4 separate regions of the Mus musculus genome follow, and all the other regions are linked to region 1. The links are chromatin contacts, called in public Hi-C and promoter capture Hi-C maps. All regions are on one chromosome and are shown on one strand. The core of a region is the stretch at or near the end of the contact, and the rest is flanking DNA. Distances in the headings are between cores, read along the strand shown. Region 1 has its middle 94 kb from the start of Gm9946. Region 2 has its middle 130 kb from the start of Cxcl12. Region 3 has its middle 51 kb from the start of Cxcl12. Region 4 has its middle 11 kb from the start of Cxcl12.

What was found. Promoter capture Hi-C pulls out the DNA fragments that hold promoters and counts their contacts. A called contact is a pair of places that touch in the nucleus more often than the background predicts.
Region 2: a Hi-C map of liver shows a contact between it and region 1, with 5 times the contacts expected there. The contact joins two enhancer-like sites. A contact is called at or near these places in 2 of 484 Hi-C or Micro-C datasets (bone marrow-derived macrophages and liver), 1 of 115 datasets of contacts at active chromatin or transcription factors (liver) and 1 of 9 other capture datasets (embryonic tail).
Region 3: a promoter capture Hi-C map of the 3T3-L1 cell line shows a contact between it and region 1, with 2.5 times the contacts expected there. The contact joins two enhancer-like sites. A contact is called at or near these places in 6 of 39 promoter capture datasets (the 3T3-L1 cell line, cranial neural crest, frontonasal cranial neural crest and 3 more), 1 of 484 Hi-C or Micro-C datasets (bone marrow-derived macrophages) and 1 of 115 datasets of contacts at active chromatin or transcription factors (acute myeloid leukemia).
Region 4: a contact with region 1 is called in a Hi-C map of liver, with 2.1 times the contacts expected there. The contact joins two enhancer-like sites. A contact is called at or near these places in 17 of 39 promoter capture datasets (the 3T3-L1 cell line, 3T3-L1-derived adipocytes, the C10 cell line and 9 more), 2 of 15 datasets of contacts at CTCF or cohesin (the NIH/3T3 cell line and large pre-B cells), 27 of 484 Hi-C or Micro-C datasets (the 3T3-L1 cell line, 3T3-L1-derived adipocytes, LSK cells and 14 more) and 9 of 115 datasets of contacts at active chromatin or transcription factors (craniofacial prominence, embryonic hindbrain, embryonic stem cells and 5 more).

Annotation. Positions count from the first base shown.
Region 1 is chr6:117,651,320-117,655,879 of GRCm38.p6, reverse strand. No RefSeq gene overlaps it. Among named protein-coding and RNA genes, the nearest start is that of Gm9946, 94 kb to the right of the region's middle. Within about 2 kb of position 2,764, at least 56 of the 459 cell types and tissues checked have an H3K27ac peak or open chromatin away from gene starts, as enhancers often do. A contact at or near this core is called in acute myeloid leukemia, hepatocytes and liver, where this site is marked.
Region 2 is chr6:117,296,716-117,301,719 of GRCm38.p6, reverse strand. No RefSeq gene overlaps it. Among named protein-coding and RNA genes, the nearest start is that of Cxcl12, 130 kb to the right of the region's middle. Within about 2 kb of position 1,584, at least 15 of the 459 cell types and tissues checked have an H3K27ac peak or open chromatin away from gene starts, as enhancers often do. A contact at or near this core is called in liver, where this site is marked.
Region 3 is chr6:117,216,644-117,221,633 of GRCm38.p6, reverse strand. No RefSeq gene overlaps it. Among named protein-coding and RNA genes, the nearest start is that of Cxcl12, 51 kb to the right of the region's middle. Within about 2 kb of position 2,408, at least 30 of the 459 cell types and tissues checked have an H3K27ac peak or open chromatin away from gene starts, as enhancers often do. A contact at or near this core is called in acute myeloid leukemia, where this site is marked.
Region 4 is chr6:117,177,519-117,182,430 of GRCm38.p6, reverse strand. It overlaps a transcript of Cxcl12 not described here. Among named protein-coding and RNA genes, the nearest start is that of Cxcl12, 11 kb to the right of the region's middle. Within about 2 kb of position 1,865, at least 9 of the 459 cell types and tissues checked have an H3K27ac peak or open chromatin away from gene starts, as enhancers often do. A contact at or near this core is called in hepatocytes and liver, where this site is marked.

The sequences.
Region 1 (4,560 bases), core at 1,515-4,014:
CTGTGGGTCTCCATGGTGTGCTCAGAGATAGGAGAGATGGGGAGGCACATAGCAGTGGCAGTGAGAGCTGCAGGGCCTTTCTATAGAGACCTGTATCAGCTGAGGCCATCTGCAGCTGGCCAGGGACAACACTGACTGGTTCTCTAACTTGACCTGGGAGCCGCCCATGCTTCAGCCTACAGCAGTCTTCAGGGCATCCTTACCCAGGGTGAAGGCTTGGACTCAGCAGACACAATAATCCTCACGTTCTTGAGATTCTGATGCCCATAGGCATAGAGCCAGGTTGTTTGCAATTTGCAGTCCCTAAAAGGGATCATTGCACTTTCTCCATGAGGCAGGTTCCAAAGGTTCCAAAGAAAGATGTCATAGCCATCCTTTACTGGAGGAACAGAGCTGGCAGAGGTTTTGTAAAGGAAATGGTAGAAGAGTTGAACTTTAATGGATGCACATGGCTTCATAATTAAAGATGGAGAGACAGAAAGAGACCAGGCTCAAACACAGGAGGACCCTGAGAATTCTCCATAGATACCTAGATAATCACATGGGAGGTGGTGGCACTGGAGCTGCATCAGGTTATACAGGGGCTTCCGTGCTGGCCTCTGAAGTCTGGGTGTCCTCCTGTGAGAGAGAAAGAGTAGAAACCAAGCTCTACCATGGGAAGGAGACCTGGGAGTCTTTGATGTGTTAATAACTGTGGGGTCCTGAGGTAAGGGCAGGAGAGGCTGGCTGCTGGAGCAGGCAGGGTAGGTGAAGAAGAGCTAAGGTGGTCAGCCAACTTGTGCTGTGTGAGACAGACATAGAAGATGTGGGTGTTCAGATGCAGCCCCCAGCTCAGCCCTTTACTTTCCAAAAGCAAACAGAATGCCTGAAACATCATCAAAATGGTGTGTGTGTGTGTGTGTGTGTGTGTGTGTGTGTGTGTGTGTGTGTGTGAGAGAGAGAGAGAGAGAGAGAGAGAGAGAGAGAGAGAGAGAGAGAGGGAGAGAGAGAGAGAGAGAGAGAGAGAGAGAGAGAGAGAGAGAGAGAGAGAGAGAGAGAATGGTGTATCTTGTGTACAGATGATAAAACATGACTCTATTAAGGGTTAAAGATTTGCTTAAGAATTAAATAACTCCTATGACTGGTAAAAATCCATCAGTTTGGACTAAAATCCCTGGTTTGAAGCTCCGAGTGCCTTAGAAATGCTGGAAGAGGTAGATTTTTGAATAGCAAAGAGAGAGCAGGTCTGGAGCCAGCCTGCTCATGTTCAAACTACTGCTTCACTTCTTAGCAGTGTGTGAGCCGGGCTGGTTACTCAACCTCTCTGTGCTTCAGCGCTCTCCTGCAGAGGAATGACTTACTGGTATTTATTTCCTAGTTGTTTCAATGATCCTAAGTGGGTCTAAAGACCATTGTATTCCTGTTAGCTTTTACTTTTTTTTGCTGTCAAATTTAAATGGTTCAGAGTTTGCTAAAAGCAAGATAACAAAGCTTAGAGGAGGTTGTAAAAAAAAGCAACTGAGTCATAAACATAGGCAAAAGCTTGCACATAAAGTTAAACGCGACATGCCAGGCTAGCAGAATGAGGAGAACTTCTGGCAGAAGTGTGACTTTCCATTGTAAAGACTGGGGTTATTAAGTCCGCGTGTGATTTTTGGCATCTTTTCACTCTTCTGGAGGATATTTTTAATAGCTTTGTTTCCTTCTGACTACCCTAATATGACTTCACAACGCTATTTGGGGAAATTAAGGGTCCTAAAGCGGGACACTGAACACACAGTCGCAGACTATTCTAACAGCGTCACCAGTGCGCATGCGAAGCTGTTCCTGGCGTGCCGTCGCCATACGTACGAGCTGTGGCATTTTCTGAGGGAGTGACAGGGGAAAGTCAGGCCCTGGATAATATTACATACCACATGACCCTGTGTATTTTCTTTCTGTAATTTTATTTGCTACCTGTCTTTCATTATAAAATGTTTTAGCAAAGATTGGAAAGAATTTAGGAGATTAGGAAGGCGTATCTGGTAAAGCCTTCAAGTAGGTCTGCTGCAGCACAGATTGTTGTTTTTGTGGTTTATTTAAAAGGTTGGGTGTAGCATTATGCTCTAAATATGGTTTTCTCAGACTGTGGAAGAATTAAGGTTAACATGGGGGATTGAAAATTCACTTCATTCAAAAAAAGTTGACTGTACTCACTTGCTTTCAATGAAAATGAAGTCAAATGAATCACACACACACACACACACACACACACACACACACACACACACAAATATTTCTAAATATCAAGGTAGTTGGTCTTTGGAATGCAAATGCGTACTTTTAGGATTGGATTGAATTGCCTTAGTCATGCTTAGAATAGAGTCAACATTCCCTTGTGGATCTAGAGACCCACAGGGAAGTAATTTTATATACTTTTTATTTATTTGTTCCTTCGTTAATTTTCTCACGTATTTATTGAGGTACTGGGACCCAGCATCTCTAGCACGCTAGGTGCACCCCACCACTTGGTCAGTATTGCTCAACTGCAAGTTGTGAAGGTTGAAGTTGCTTGTGTTCCTTTTTGAAAAAGACATTTTAATTTGCTTGGGTTTGTCACAGCTGGCTCGCCCCTTATCAAAAACAATCCCGTAGAACATTGTTCTGTGGCTGCTTTTCCTGCCCCCAAATGCCGACTTCAATTATTGGGCAACTCTATTCCATCCTGCCAAGTTAGGACAAGGCAGTGCCTGGGGAGAGCGAAAGCAGTGTCCTGGACTTCGCCTGGGACGGGATCCAGGAGGCTTATGGGAAGAAGTTTGTTTGGAAATGGACCTCATGGCCCACTGTGATTTCATAACTCCGAGGGCCAAGCCCCATGTGGTTCAAGCCCTGAGTGAGCTGCGGTCAAACGAACACAGTCAGCTACTAACAGTTATTTCAAACAGAAAGTGGAAACTGTCCTTTAATGTCCCTCTTTGTCCTTGACTGCTCTGAGGTTGGTTCTCTGTGTTGAACCCTTTTTAGCCCCGCTCTACTCTATTTCCCCAACCCAAAGGAGCCTCCTTCGGGTCCAGAGTCGTAGTGGTTTATCCCAGCTTCTAAACAGTGTTACGGGGCTGTGGAGATGGACCAGTGCTTAAGAGCGCACACTGCGTTTACTGAGGACCTCGGTTCAGTTCTCAGCAGGTCACAGCGTGACTCCAGCTCCAGGGATTGAACCCGCTTCTGGCCTATGTGCTTTTACACGTACATACACACACATACATCACACACAGACACACACACACACACACACAGACACACACACACAGACACACAGACACACACACACACACACAGAGAGAGAGAGAGAGAGAGAGAGAGAATCAAAAATAAAATAAATCTTAAAGAAAGAGAGAGAAATTCTTAGCTTGCAGGCCTATAATTCTAGCATTGGGGAGGGTAGGCTAGGCTACACAAAGCTCTGTTTCACTCCCTCCACCCGCCAAATGAACAGAACAAAATGAAACTCTAGGCTAGGGGGCTAAGCCTGCACTGGAGGAAGCAGAGCTGTTCCTGAACAGGTAGAAGGAAGGGCTGGGCTGGTGTTTAGCAGTCTTTCCCACATGCTGGTTTGGATGACTCTCAAGACCTCTCTATTTCCCCTTAGGTGGAGCTTGCTATAATCACAGAGAGCCCTTTCCAGCCTGCCCAGAGGAGGCTGGGCTCTCCCTTCCCAGAGGTTTCCTAATGGGAGCCAGCAAGCAGTGGTGTTTTTAAGAGTACTCACTCGCCACCTCCTGCCACTCCCGTGTTTCCTTTACCCATCAGATTCTTTTCAGTGCTATTTGCAGATGAAGGTTCTAGATAACGTAGAAGGAATTCCCCAGTTGCACTTGAATAGCTGTGGGCAGTGTGTAGTTGCTCAGGGAGCTCACTGACTTTGCAAGGAGGAAAGAAGACAAAGGCACAGCCAGTTTTCCTGTGGATAAATCAAAACAAGGACAGTTTGAGAGCCAAGGAGGGAGAAACATCATTTCAACCTCTGGCTCCTTTGTCCTCCTTGGCTCTCTGGCATTGGCTTCATAGTGCAGTTAGGGCTGAGACACAGGAGGTATGGAGACTCCTGTCATGTTGTTGTTCCCTTCAACCAGGGGAAAGGCTGGCTCCAGCCAGTGGAAGAACAGATGCACTCTGCTGAGAAATTCATACGTTTGTTTTAACCCTTCCGTTAAAGATGTGTGAGAGATGTTCACAGCTCATGGTGGGCAGCTCCAGCATGCTGCCTTCCCAAGTGGATCGGACGGGATTGGCATTTTGTACTGGACCCTTCCCCAGGGTTTATGTCACTTACTGTCACTTACTGCTGTCCTGCCAGGTGACTCATCCTACCACCCGTGCTTCTTGGATGAACAATCAGGTACAGAGTAAGATTTTGTCCAGAGTGACATGGTTGGGAGTCGGGACTCAAACCCAGGAGTCTAGACTTCCCGCCCTCAGCTCTATCACTGTATGACCAGGGTTGATCCCATACTGAGCTACATGAAGGTGCACTGGTCACTGACACCATTGTTAAGTGTATTTATGTCACCATGGCCTTGTAATTAAGAGACTGATTTG
Region 2 (5,004 bases), core at 335-2,834, 350 kb after region 1:
TACCTTTTCTTGTCTTAGCAATATCCTAGGCTTTCTGCCTAATTCCTGCTTTTCTTATTGCTTTTCAGTTAGGAGAAGAAGGGCAGTGTCTCCCCTTCGGAAGTGCCGTCACTTGCTACAGCACTTCAGTGCCCACCAACAAAGTGACAACCCTAAGAACACAGTGAAGTTAGGTTGCAATTACTCTTTCTGAAGAGGTGGCTCAGTGGTTAAAACCTGATGAAGTTAGGTTCCAATGAATCTTTCCAGGAGTCTGACATCTCAGTGGTTAAAAGCACACACTGCTCTCTCAGAGGACCCAGGTTTTGGCTCCCAGCATCCACATCAGGTGCCTCACAAGTTACTCTAGTTGAGAGGAACTGAGGCCCTCTTGTGTCTGTAAGCATCAGCTCGAACATGGTAAACATAAATTCAAGCAAATGCACACACATAGACAAATAAAAGATAAAAACACGAATTAGAGTAAAAATGGAATTAGAAATCCTACTAGTAACCTCCTCTGAGTGTGGAAAGATGCAAGAAGGAAGGCTAAAGGGAGAGGCGGTTTAGTGGGAACACAGATGCAGTTGGAAATGATTCGTAGTAGAGGTAGTATGGTTGGCATTTGATTAGATAGATAGATAGATAGATAGATAGATAGATAGATAGATAGATAGATAGATAGATAGACAGGCATGGTGGCTTTCCAACACAAAGAACTGGTGAATGGTTTAGGAGCATTTTTTTGGTCAGCCAACTAAACTGACATAGCAGAAAACTGCCTTCTAAATACCCAAGCCCATGGCCCTCAATTAAAGCTGTCCCAGACTTAATTAGTGCATCCTCTTCTAACTCTGAACAGAAGTGATTGCAGGAGCTCATGGCCTCCCAAGATGCAGAAAATATGGACTGTAGTGGGCCCTAAGCAAGTCACTTGTACCCCCCTTCTAAGGCTCAGGGAACTCTGTGGAAGAGGGTCAGGAAGTGCGGAAGGGCTTGACAGCAGGCTGCTACAACTATTGTATTCCTTAACTCACTCAGTGTAGTTACCTACTCTGGGCCCATGCAAGACTGTCCCTATCAATAGTCAGCCAAGGAGGGGGAGAGGCTCCTGAGTCTTGAAACTATCAGCTAACTATAGATTCTTGGAAAGGGAGAAATCACTGTGGACCTGCTGCTGAGCTGACCAGACTCCAACAGATAGCTCAAAACGCACAGTCACACAGATGGTTCTGGTTAATCTTGGTGGGTCACAAAATCAAATAGATATGAACATGAGTGAGAGATTTGTGAGCAGCGGTGAGTGTGAACAGGGGGATGGGATGTGAAGGAGTGTAGTGTATGTAATTTTGTAAAATCAGTAACAATAATAGTTGTTTTTTTTTAAAAAAAAAGAAGGAGGAGAAGGAGGACCAGTTATCTAGGCTTTTCCCTTGGGCACCTCCCTCCCCTTCTGCTTGTATATCTGTGGTTCTTAGACGCCTGCTCTAGAGAGAGCTAAACTCCCAAGCAGAGATTTACCATCACCTTAAAGGGAACCCGTGGCCCTGCTAGGACGGTTACTAATGATGTTAAGGGCCAAGGTCCCTCCCACAGAGCACAAGGCAACACTCAGAGCTGGCATCAATAAATACAGGGATTTAAAACACATGGTGGATGGGGTCAAGGCTACATCTTCATCCCAGCCAGAAACATTGCATAATGCTTTTCCAGCATTTGCGCTGACTCTGAAAAGTTACTGGCCAAGAGTGTCTGCTGTGCTGGTGGTCAGTGCTTGTCACCTTCAGGTTCTCAATGCCATAGGGCTCTAAGACAAACACAGCTTCACTGATGAGCTCCCAGGGATGGGTGGGAAAGGCCTGAGTCCCCAGAGAGCTCTGTTCACCTCACCCACATGGGTTCCACAAGGAATCCACTCTGACATTCTCACTAAAGCATCTCAGTCTAGATTCCTAACATCTGCCCAGCTGTGTGGTCACCATGACCTCTGGATGCCAGCCAGATGGGAAAGTGAAAGGCTACGTGACCTTAAGATAAACAAAGCAAGATGGAGGTAATAGCAAAATGAGGGCAAATATTTACCATAAGAGCTGCAGTTGAACTTTGCTCTTGGGTGGAGGTCCAAGTTTGCTAGCACAACCTGACCTTAGCAACCTTGCCCTCAGCTCCGTTTTGAGATTACTTGTGTTGCACAGGTTTCCCACCAGCTCATTCCGAATCAACAAGTGTTCTTGTAACCTCGGAGCTTGCTAGTTGGGGCTCCTCTATAGGAAGCCCAAGTGTTTACCTCGGGTAAGTTGGTAATAATTTTGCCTTTTCTGGTTTGGACAGAATCCATTTAGATGCTTTAGCTTTGATACTCATAATTTAGAAGGATGTGGCCAATGAGAATGGGTCAAGGACATTATAAACCTTGAGAGGCTCACACTATGAGCTGATACGCAGTACAGCCCATCTCTATGGCCACCATGTCTTGATTCATGCAACATGGAGCTCTAAGAACTATCATTAGAAAGGAAGGGGAGGGGAGAAGGAGATGGGGAGACACAAGGGGACAAGACAAAACCAGGGGGTGGTTGGTGGGGAAGGAGACAGACAGGCTGGAAGGCTAGAGAATTCAAAAGAGGAAAAGGAGGAGGAAGAGGAGAAGGAGGAGGAGTGCTTGTGAGATGGTAACCATTTCTCATGGATTATCATTTGTGATCACCCAGTCTTAAAAGTGAACAGTACTTTCCATATTTTCAAAGGGAAGAAAAACTCCATTTGGAGTTTTGAGTTTGGAGGGATTTGATAACTTCTCCCAAGGTGGTGCATCCGTGAATAGTGGGGCTGAGCTGGGCCCAGCAGGACAGCAGGACTCCAGAATCATATGCAATCCACGTGATTTTCCTATTGTCTGATTATGCAGGGTACCATAGTGAACAAATAGTTAATAATATGTAGACACCTTTAACTTATCGTCTATACCGAAAAGAGGAAGACTCAGTACTCAGAACCCTCAGCCAATAGGATTTTTTGTTCACTAGTTTTACTTTTGTTGTTGTTGTTGTAAACTTTCAGGATAGTATATAAGGCTACAAAAGAACACAGAATGTCCTTGCCAGAGGGAACAGTGGAGGAAGGAGAAACATGACCACACAATCCATGATTCTGGATATAAAAGTTAGAACTGGTGGAATAGGTATGTGAGAGGCTGAGGCAGGAGAGTCACAGATTGGCCAGCTTGGGCTACATAAGGAGTTCAAAGCCAGCCTACTTTGTGTAATTCTATCTAAAAAATAAAGAGGAAGGATTGGGATGTAGTTCCCTGCTTGCCTAACAAGCCTCGAGACCCTGAATTCACCCTGATCACTGGGGAGAAAAGATGACTTGAAACACATCTGAACAAAGATGACCAGGTAACCCAGTGTGGCCACCAAACACAGCCAGGCTAGCATGGTTCACTGCCATCCTAAGGAAGAATTAGAACCCTGGTGGACTTTTTTAGTTTTACTTTTATCTTCTGAATGGTTTACCTTTTGATGGGCTGTTTACAGAGGGAAGGGCAAAGTATTCGGTTTATAACTCGTTGGCCATCTATGTATTTATATAGCTGGAAGGCAGGCACCAATCCTGTGAGACTGGTCATGTTTACAGTGGGGTGAAAAGTCCAGGGCTGAGACCTTGGCTTCTGCCCTGAATCCTAGGGAGCAACAGGCTAAATCAGTGAACCTGGAAATCAGTGAACCTGGAGAGGGAAAGCCTGGGGGTACAGTGGAGAGGAGCAGGATGGGCAGGGAGGGTATAGAGGGTGTATGTTGTGTTGATGTGGCATTTAGGACAATTGGAATCACTGTGTAGAGGGCTGCTTGGACCATGAGGTAGGCCAAGTGAACAGCAAACAACCTTAGTAATGGGTGCCGATGAAGCTGTGATGGGTGAAGACTGACCCAAAGAAGAGAATGATGAAATAAGATAGGAACCTGTAGTTGGCCAACTACGGAGAGAAGCAGCCTTGAGGATGGAAGTAAAGTTAGACATCTATGGTGCTGAAGAGAGAGATGCCAGTGGATGCCAGCTACTTATTTCCTATCAGTTTCCTATAGGAACTAGTTTCTCTTTCTTCATCCTTGTTCCTGAGTAAGGCCTATTAGAGTCTCAGTGAGACATTCTGACCTGGAGTAGATCTGAAAAATATCCCAGGAGCCTCCATAAGGCCCACATACAAATGCTGCTATGCCATCTCAATTTCTTGTAGCCCAAGCAGGAAGGCTATTCCTCTTAAACAGAGGCTCTGAGAGGGCCCCAGACCTCAGATTTCTGTTTCCTCTCCAAGTTCCCCCAAGGCCATCAGCTCTGATTTTCTGAGTGGCCAAGGTCACTTTTCTTTTGGGAAAATTGAATAGGAAGAACAAAACAAAACAACGGGCAAAGGGCCCATTGAGATTCTCAGATACATGAATGGCAGCAATTGCTAGGTGGCCATCTGTTTGGGACACTTTCCCTGCCTGACATCATTTTTACAAGGTGAAAGTTTCCACTTCTCCCAGGCAGGCCTAGGTCATGATGTGGGCAAAAGGAGTCAGAACCCATCTGCAGCTGCCCATGGTACAGCTCATCCTTCCACATACTTCATTATGCTGCTTCCGAACGCTGCATAAGTCATCAGAGGAGCTTCTAGAGTTACCTTGTGCTGACTCAACACACAGATTTTACCTTTAAAGCCCTGGGTCTGCTAAAGCATGGGCAGCACTAGAAACTGTGGTGGATGCAGGCAGATGAGAGATAACTAAGAGAAACTAAGTATCCCAATGACTTCAGAGTGTGCTAATTCTACGGAGGAAATCAGGAGACGTGATAAAAAGCGACCAAGTCTAGGATCTATCCATGATTGCATTAGAAGATCTGGGATCAACTCAATGCACCAACCTGCTTGCTCTGGGCCTCATGCCTGGCCTGGTTCAGATTTATTAGTGCCGTGGCTGACCCCATATGTGAGCAGATGTGTGGTGTGCTGTCTAAGGACCTGGAGTTTCCTCACCAGTT
Region 3 (4,990 bases), core at 1,159-3,658, 430 kb after region 1:
CATCATCATCATCATCAGCAGCAGCAGCAGCAGCATTTACAGCAAGTGTCAAGGCTAGCTCCTGGCATGTCATCTCAGACTCCGCTAAAGTAAGATGGAGTCAGACCGTGTTTTTTTTCTTGGCTCACTCATCCTAAAAGAACTGGTCCTCCAACCCAGGGGTCAGAGAGCCTATGGCCATGACAGGAGTCTTGATAGTCTCCATGACAGCAGTGTACTCTTCATCAGCCTTCCTCCTCCTCCTTTTTCTCTTATTCTTCCTCTTCCCCTTCTGCCTCCTCCTCTTCCTCTCCCTCCCCATTCTCTTCTGCCTCCTCCTCACTCTCCCCCCTCCCTTCTGACCGAGAAGTCTGACTTTTCAGTCCTACGCACTACATGCCCCGAGGACCTCCTGGCCTCTATTGCTGGTGGAGACTTGGGACAGCTGTTTGTATGTGCACGTCCACTCGGTGAAACTGTAGCCCACAGGTCACCCAGCTCAGGTCACAAAGCTTAGGCTCCAGGTGCAAAGCAGGGCAAAGGTCAGCTGGAGCCTCACTGAGCCCAGTCTGGGAGCTGAACATTCTTAAAAGACATTTGCTCAAAGGACCTTTGCTGGTGGGAAAGTTCCCGGGCCTTCATTCTTGGCTAGGAAAAGAAAACATTGTTCAAACAGGTGGGTGAGCGTTAGCTTCAGGGAACGCTGAGAAAGAAAAACTAGAGACCTTACCCAAAACATTCACGGCCTGACCTTTGCAGGTGTCACAGGATCTTATATCCGGAAGTCCGGAGGACAGCCCCTCTCCCCTCACTTCAGGGCCCTTTGCGAGGGTGCCTGTTGCCAGCTGAAGTTAAAGGGCAGCAACCATCAGGGACAAGGTTAACCCTGTACACGTGAGGCCCGGGCTCTGTCATGCATGCTTGTGAATGGTTGGAAGTCTCTACTGCAAAGGGCCTGCCTGGGCCTCAGAAAGCACCTGATGGCTGAGGGCTACCCCCTCACCAGTGAATGGAGATCTGTCCTGATGGTCAATTTGGTTTATAAATCTGTGCTTTTTAAAGAAAGCATTTGGGAGATTTTATGTATAAAACTCTTGAACAATTTACTCTGGGTAATTCATAAGGCCTAAAGTCCTATAAGACTGAGCTCAGGGACCTGGGCCTCTGCATTTCCTGCTCCCATCCCCTATTCAGGCACCCAGGCACCCTGGCAGCTATGTGCTCTGTCCTGTCTCTCCCCTCTGTTGGAGACTTCCTCTATACTCCAGAACTCTCGGGGGCCTCCTATGTAACAGAGGGACACATTCCTTAGATATCAATAAGCCGACTCTATCAACCACATTGGTGAGAATTCCCAGTAAAGAATGCAAAGAAACAGAAAGATCTGCTTATGTGCAGTGGACCCTTGAACTGGTTTTTTTAATGTTCTTTGCTGAATTGGAACAGCAGCCAGCTAGGAGTGGCCGGAAAGAGAATGGCATCTGTAGGGCTCCACATGGGGGCATGGAGCTGGGCAAGGGAGTGTTCTGCTTAGAGCCAAGGACCCTACAGGGGTGACAGAAGGTGACAGGGAAGGAAGAAGGGAGGATGCTGCGCGTGCACAGCCCCCACTGCTCTCCAGCCGCGCCCTTACTCTGACTCTTTGTGATTCACACAGTTTGAGACATGCAAGGCAGATCTTCAATCCATTTCTTAAGTGACCCAGAGTGCCTAAAAATGGGATTTTACAATATCATAAACTTAATGCCTGAATCCCAATTCTAAACTCCAAGCTGTGTTTTTCTCTATCTCACAGAAGGACAAAGAAGGAAAAGGCCAGAGAGCAGGCCATGACTCCATTCTTGGATCCTTGTGCCTACTAGGTGCACAACAAAGACCTTGATTGTGTTCTAAGGGTCTTGTACCTACTTTGTGCACAACAACTTTTGAATGAATACATGATGGATAACAACAAGAGATTTTTTAAAAGTAGCAAGTGCGTTATGCCAAGAATGTTTTCAATTTCCAGGTTCTGTCATTTATCTTAGTTTTTAAAACAGTCTGCATATGTGGCTTATGAAAGTCAGTGGTGCAGTTCAGAAACAGAGAAACTGCGTGACCCAGCCATGCTTTGCCAAAGGCAAAATGCAGAGTAGGTAGGTTGATACTATGGCAGGAAACCAGCCCTGTAACCCGACCCAGAGAGCTGTTTATGCTCTGACTCTTGAGCAATATGGCTCAGAGATTCAGAGAAATGTTGTGTTGTGAGTTTTTAGGGGGCAGTGAGGGTGGCTCTCACTCTTTCTCACTGGAGGGCCAAACCTCAATATCCAGTGCCTCACCAAACACTCTCCAAGCCTACCACTGCCCCCCCCTCCTGCTCTAGATGAGCCTTAGTCATACATGCACACACACACACACACACACACACACACACACACGCACAGTCTGCTCTCTCTTTGCAATAGGCTCAGCACACCACAGTAGGCAGATCTGCCTAGGTAGTCGCCTGCACCAGTACCAAGAACGGAGTGTCTCAAATCCATGTCAGAATCAGAATCACCTGGCAGGCTTGCAAAAACAGCATGCTGAGCCCAACTCTATTGGTTCGAATTTGAGAGGTCCAGATGGAGGCTAAGAAGCTGTGTGTGCTACTGATGCTGCTCAGTCAGAGATGAAAGACAAGAAAGGCATCAGGCTGGCACTGACACACTTTTATAGCCAGGTTTCATCCAGCTCTCTGTCCTTTATGCTCACCCAGCAGTCAGGGATCATGTGTGTGTTCCCAACCGCACACATCCTGTGTGTGCCTTGAATGCTTTCCTCTTGCACCTTTCTTCAGGCTCTGCACCCATCCTCAGACCCTTCCACACAGTGCAGACCTCACTGCTCAGATTTTCTCAGCTCCCTTAGCAGAATCCCCTGCCTTGCTTTTAAAGGGCTTACTAGTTTCTTTCTTCTGGTTTTGGGGGACAGGGTCGCACAGCGGCTCAGTAACAGGCTTTGGGCACTAGCGGGACTGCTTTCAGTTCCCCCTTCTTCAACTGGCAAGCTGTGTGAGCCAAGATGTGGGGGCCTTGGGATCTCCAGGCCTTGGTTCCCTCCTCTGTGTGAGGACAGAAATTCATATTGAATTTAAGACCTGTCTGTGTTTTGTTGTTGTTGTTGTTGTTGTTGTTATGTTGTTTCGATCCTTCCCTTTGAATGTGACTGGCTTTCAAGACTCACTGTAACAAACAGCATGCAGTAGAAATGACACTGTAATTCTGAGATGAGGTCAAGTAAGCCATGCAGTTTCTGCAGACTGCTTTATGATACTTCTACTTGATACTCAACTCCTCTCCATGAGTGAGCCAAGCACTACCTGAAGATACCACATAGGCAACTTCAGCCAGGGTCTCAATGGAGGACCCAGATGATGTCACATCCACACTAACTGAGGCTCAATGTGACTTCAGTCCTCATCACCTGTCTTACTCCACTATGTGTTGCTATAATGAAGTACCTGAGGTTGGGCTTTAACTAAGAAAGGAGGGTTGTTTATCTCTCAGTTTTGGAGTTTTGCAAATATAATACTTGCCTGGTACTACAGATCATGGGTAGAACATTTGCCCTGTATGTCCAAATTTCTGGGCTCCATCCCCAATAATTCAAATAATAAATAGTGATAGCTCAACTTCAGAATCTGCTTGAGTGTAGGAAAGGCTTGCTGGATACTTCAGGCCATGGTGGATGATGGGAACACATGACAAAACAGCAAGAAAGAGGGAGCCTGGAGCATGGCTGCCTTGTAGAAACTCATCCTTGTGAAAACCAACCATATGCCAGCAAGATTTTGTTGACAGGACCCTGATATAGCTGTCTCTTGTGAGGCTATGCCAGTGCCTGGCAAATACAGAAGGATGCTCACAGTCATTTATTGGATGGAACACAGGGCTCCCAATGTAGGAGCTAGAGAAAGTACCCAAGGAGCTAAATAAAGGGATCTGTAACCCTATAGGAAGAACAACAATATGAACTAACCAGTACTCCCCAGAACTATGTCTCTAGTTGTATATGTAACAGAGGATGGCCTAGTCAGCCATCAATGGGAGAAGAGGCCCTTGGTCTTGGGAAGATCATATGCCTCAGTACAGGGAAATGCCAGGGCCAGGAAGTGGGAGCGGGTGAGTTGGGGAGCAGGGCAGGGGGGCAGTATAGGGGGCTTTCAGGATAGCATTTGAAATGTAAATGAAGAAAATATCTAATAAAAAATGAAATGAAAAAAAGAAAATATCTAAACCACATAGAAAAGAAAAGAAAAGAAAAGAAAAGAAAAGAAAAGAAAAGAAAAGAAAAGAAAAGAAAACCAACCATTACCTGAGAGCTACATTACCCCTTTGAGAAGGCCATACCATAATCACCTAATTGTCTTGTTCTGGGCACTTCCCTTTAAGGGTTCCTAACCTCCACACTGCCACTGGGGACCAAGTTGCTACTACATTAAACACACTCAAAGCATATCAACCCCTAGCACCATCCAACCATGAGCACATGGGGTCAGCCATCACCACTGAGTCTACCCACCTCCAGAACCAAGAGAATCGACAAGGAAATGGCTATTGCCAGTTTGTAATGATGTCCAGAGATAAGTTAGGCATATTCACTTTGGTGGTTAAATGAGACTATGGAAGTATAGAGTGCTGTCTGACATGCAGTGGGCACACAGTGACTCCCTTACTGGCCCAGTACCCAGCTTTGTACTAATCTGACCCACATAATTTTAGGAATTGGGATGACAAATCTCAGCAAGTAAAAGCCCTTGCTACCAAGTCTGACAACCTGAGTTCAATCCCCAGTGCCCACATGGGGAAGGAGAGAGCCAACTTCTCCCATGTTGACTTCTACACACATGTGGTAGAACACACATGTGCACACACACATAGATAAAAAATGAATGAACATATAAAGTATTGAAGTTTGGACTATTTGCCCTCCTCTAAGTTGCCTGTTATTCCCCCAAACACTTAGACCCCAGAGTCTCTTGCTGTAG
Region 4 (4,912 bases), core at 616-3,115, 470 kb after region 1:
GAATGCTGCTCTGACCCCAAGGAATCCACGAGGACCCTCATTGGCCTGGAGGAATAGGTTCAAACTCACAGGGCTTTGCCGTAGGCTGTTTGAGAAGCAAAGTCAATTGCTTTTCCTCTAGTTCATATCACAGGAGGTATAAAGAGGGGACTTTCTGGAAGCATGGGGTGGGCTTTTCATTCTAGCTGATCCTGTATCTCTCTCAGTTTAACTCTGTTATGGATGGTATATGACTGAGACCCCCAAGAGCAATTAGTATATCTCAAGTCACAATGTGGGCAGAGAGAATGGGATCCAAGCTCTTGCCTGTTCCTTACATTTTCACACCCATGCAGTCAAATAGTCCCACAGTGCCTTTCCTAGAGCCTCCCACCCTTCTAATTCTTGTGTGTTAATCAACTTAGAACTCACATGAAAACTACCCTATAAGTAATGGCAAATGTGTTGGTATGGAGGAGGCGCAGTGAGATCTCAAACACTGCAGATTTGGATATTTGGAGCTGGTGCTAGCCTCTCTTTTACAAAAATGGCTGAATGTGGGATAAAGAGAATCTGAAGACCAAACTATAAGAGACAAAGGCTCTGTCTGTTGGGGAAGCAGGATTCTTGGAGGAAGCTGGCCAACAGCAGTTAGCAAATTCCCCTTTGACTTCCATTAGCGTCCTCACCCAGGATAGGAACATGCAGAATATTGTGGTTTCCAGCTGTCTTACAGGGACAGAGTCCTTCCTCTGTCACCTTCCACCATGACCTGCATGTGTAGTGTGGGCCTTCCTCTTCCAAATTCTTGGGACTGTAGGGAAAACTCCTGGGACTTTACCCTAAGCCATTGCCTTGTACAGTGCAAGGCTGTCTGACCTCTAAGGAGCAATCCAGGTCATGTGGAGAAAATGGAACACCTCTCCCTGTAGAGATCTTCTGACACCAGCAGTTAGACCAAGAGTGAACACTAGGACCTGCTAAGCTCTTCTGCTAAGACTGCACGGTCAGAGTCAGGTTTGAGGGGGTAAAACCAAGTGTGGAAAATTCCACATGGTAACATTCACTGAGGATGCTTGGCAGCTATATTTGAATACAGAACTTTATTAGGAAAATGGTAGGTGAAGATACATCACTTTCATCGATAATGACTTCAAAGTAGAAATGGCTTCTCAAATAACTGTCATATATTAAAAATAAGAATAAGAAAGCACACGCTGCATATAGGAAGCTGCCTTCTCCTGGACCGTTTTCACATTATCTGGGAGACAGAACTGAAACAAAATACAGTATTCACCACACACAACACTGAACCCATCGCTGCTTAGACACTGCTAGCCCGTCGAGGTTGGCAACTTTGCTGAGTGGGTTTTGGGAACTTGGCGAGGGTAGAAGTCTGCTGGGGGAATTTGGAGGATTCTATGGAACATTTTGAAGAATGAGATTACCTTAAAATGGGCCAGGGTAGCTGTTTGGAGAGAATGCATCCCTGGCTCTCATCCAGCTGAAAAGGGTGCACGGCCTGGGGATGACTGACTTCTGGGAGGAAGCCCCTGGTGACACCACTGAGATAATCACCCATGAGAGGATAAACAGAACCCACTGGAGAGGCCCGAAAGGCCTCAGGCCAAGTCCCTCAGAGGAATGCAGCCCCTTGCCCTCCAAACCCTCTCTCAAAGCCGATCAGGCAATGAACCAGAGGGCTCTTTACCCCTCGGCTGCACTTCCTTGCTAAAGTCCCACTGTCCTCGGGAGCCAGCAGCAGTGTATAAACACAGGGTACAAATCTGGGTTTCAACACAAAGCAGACTGTATGTCTCCACCCCTTTCCCTATCCAGATGCAAAGGCTTGTAACAGAGGGACTGGCTACCTGGCAGGTTGCTTGGCGCCCAAGGGAATTCTGGCAGCCCCAGGACCAGCAGGGACAGCTAGGTGCCCTGGGTCAACAGCCATTCAAGGACTGCTGTGCTTGTATTTTGAAAGCAAGAGAATGGGGGATTAAGGTAGGGAGAGACTTTTCCGATGTAAATGTCCTATTTAAATTCGGATTTGCTTTAAGCAGGCTGTCTCCATCTAGAAACTGACTGTCAGCGGAGGAATTGATACACAAATCCGGCTCCCTAAAGTTTCTACCCTTCTCTTTTTCCTCACTGTGAAGGAGACTTTGAAAGGATCCCTAACTGGAGTGAAGATGGAAGGCTGTATTTGTTTCCTCCCAAGCAACACCCTTCAAAGCTTGGATTAGATGCAAAGTGGCTGGTGCACAGCAAGCCAGTGTGTGGTTTCTATTCCAGGGTTGAAAATAATTCGCTATCCTCCTGAGGATCCAGCTCTGCAGCTAGCCCTGTGCTCCTCATCGCAACCTGCTCAACAGTTTTAGGTTTTTGGGTTTTTGTTCAAATTTGATCAAAATTTTGCTGGTTGGATTTTTCATCTGCTGTAAACTCAACTTAAAGGACTATTTTGTAGAAATCCCCCCACCACCACCACACACACCCCACTAACAATTCTACAGAGTATTCACTCTCAAACACCTGTTTTTGAAGACTATCTTTCTGTAGCTTACTTCCCCGTCTTTCTCGAGTGTCCAGCCAGCTGGCTGCCACCCTCCTTCCTTTCCTTACTCTGTCTGTTTTGTTTAAGGAACTAGAGACTGGCTTCTAATTGGGCTTTTGTCAAAGTGGCAGTGAACTTGCATTAAAAACTGCAGAGGACAAAACTCCTGGGGCCACGCTTCCCAGAGCGGCACCAATCCCACCCTTCGGCTGTCTTGAGGAGAGGTAGGTAGTTCACCCCCTTTCCAGGGAAATGCCTGCCCATCAGGGCCCAAAGCCGATGCTCTTAGTGATTGACTTTTAAAATTAATTGAAAAGAATTGAGACCTGTTACTCCTCAACAGAAGAATGCATTTGGTTCCAGGAAGGTAAAACCCCACAGTTTTAAGCTAACAGTTATGGAAATATGGAGGCTCGAGCTAAGCACTGTTGCAAACCACCTTTCTTTGGGCTTTGTGTGTCTAAAATGGGCCCCCTGAGAAGGGAGACAGCAGGGCTCTTTCCATGACTACAACCTGGACCTCGGGGCCATCACCTCACACTCAGCCTTTGCATTTGGGTTAGAGACAGTGCACAGACAAGACATCGATCATGAGTGAGAAGGACATGAACAGGGGGTTGAAGAGACAATATTCCAAACAAGACATAGATGCGCGCAGGGTAGGGGCGGGGGGAGAGACACCAGACATTGGCTTTTCCTTCTTGCTGTCCCATTTGAATAAAGGATTTCATCTCGAGAGTCCTTTTTCAGGGTCATGGAGACAGTCTTGCGGACACATGGCGATGAATGGATGGATGGATGGATGGATGAGACAGAATGATGAGCATGGTGGGTTGAGGAGGACAGCGTGGGATGAGGGTGAAGCTCACTCTTCCCTGGCCTCACGTTCCTGCCTCAGCTTGGGAAAGCCCTGCAGTCCTTGGGGGGTGGGAACACCCAGTTCCTATTCAGAAGAATGGGTGAGCCTCCTGCCTCAGCTCAAAGGACAAACCTGGGGAGCCACTACTCAGAGAAGGTCCTCCAAGGGAAGGATACCAGAACAAAGGAAATAACATAGTGGCCTTGGCCTGTCACCAATGACGTTGGAAAATCAGGCTAAATGAAAAAAAAAAAAATCACCATGTATCTTGCTACATAATAAAATGTGAAAGTACAGCAAAACTGTGCAAAGCAAGTCCCTTGCAAACGGCTTCAGCCCTGCTCAGGAGCAGAGGAAGTGGCTATGGGCCCTTCCCTAACACTGACTTCAGACCTAGGCTCCTCCTGTAAGTTCCTCGGGCGTCTGACTCACACCTCTCACATCTTGAGCCTCCTGTTGACAAGAACAGAGGAGACACATTAAGGCAGTTTCTCACCACATGCCTGGGATGCTGCGTGCGTGGCCTAGCGCTGAGCCACAGGCCCTACTCCTTAGTTCAGCTCGCAGCCACCGATCTTCCTTCCGAGGCCTGAGAGAGCGGGAGAGCAGGGAAGGGCACAGCCGGGGCGGCCGCTGAGGATCTGGATGGTGGCGGGAAGCAGAGAAGATGGGTGAACATGTCAAGCACAGGGTGAGGCAGACACACACTGGCACAGATGGCATGGTACAAGGAGCACATGACAAGGCGCACCGCCTTAACCTTAGGACACCGGTGCTGAGACTATGCATTGGCCCTAACAGCAGCAGGTGCCCAGTGTTCCTGGGCATCCCCAGGCCTCAGAACTCCAAGAGAAGAGGCCATTCCCATAGCATTCATCAAATAATCACTCTTCCTTGAAATCTCTTGGCTGGTTCCACACCACCAGAAGAGGTCTTGGTGCTCAGGAGGTGGTCTCTGGAGCTGCAGGTCCTTCCGGAAGGCGTTTATGCTAGACAGTGTAAGGACTACCCCTCTCACCTGCCTGAGAAGTCGCAGGAGCACATCCTACTTCAACCCATCCTTAGATGAAATCAGCTTCCCAGGCATTTCCATGAGGACTCTGTCCAGTGGGCTGGGGTTGCCCACCAGACGAGCTTCATAAGCACAGAGGGTTCCCTGGAGCTTGCTGTGCCTCCTAAGAAACAGTCTGCACAGACAGCTCTGCTAGGAGTGAGAGACGAATGGTTGGGAGGCAGAGTCCATGGGCATTTCAGAAAGTGGTCTTCCAACTCAGGGCAGCCTCAGTTTGGCCTTTGGTTTCTAGGGGCCAACAGTTCTTCCCAGTGTCCGGTAAGGGTGGGGCATCCCTTTCTAAGCAGAACTATGGCTTGAGCACAGATCTGGCCTCCAGAAGCGTTTTATTAATAACAGGAAGGGTCCAGATGAGGCCACTCAGACGAGACTGTAGCCGGCTGCCACAGGACAAACAGTAGCCCTGGGCTTGAAAGGTGCCCACCAATAGTCCAGCCTGCTATCC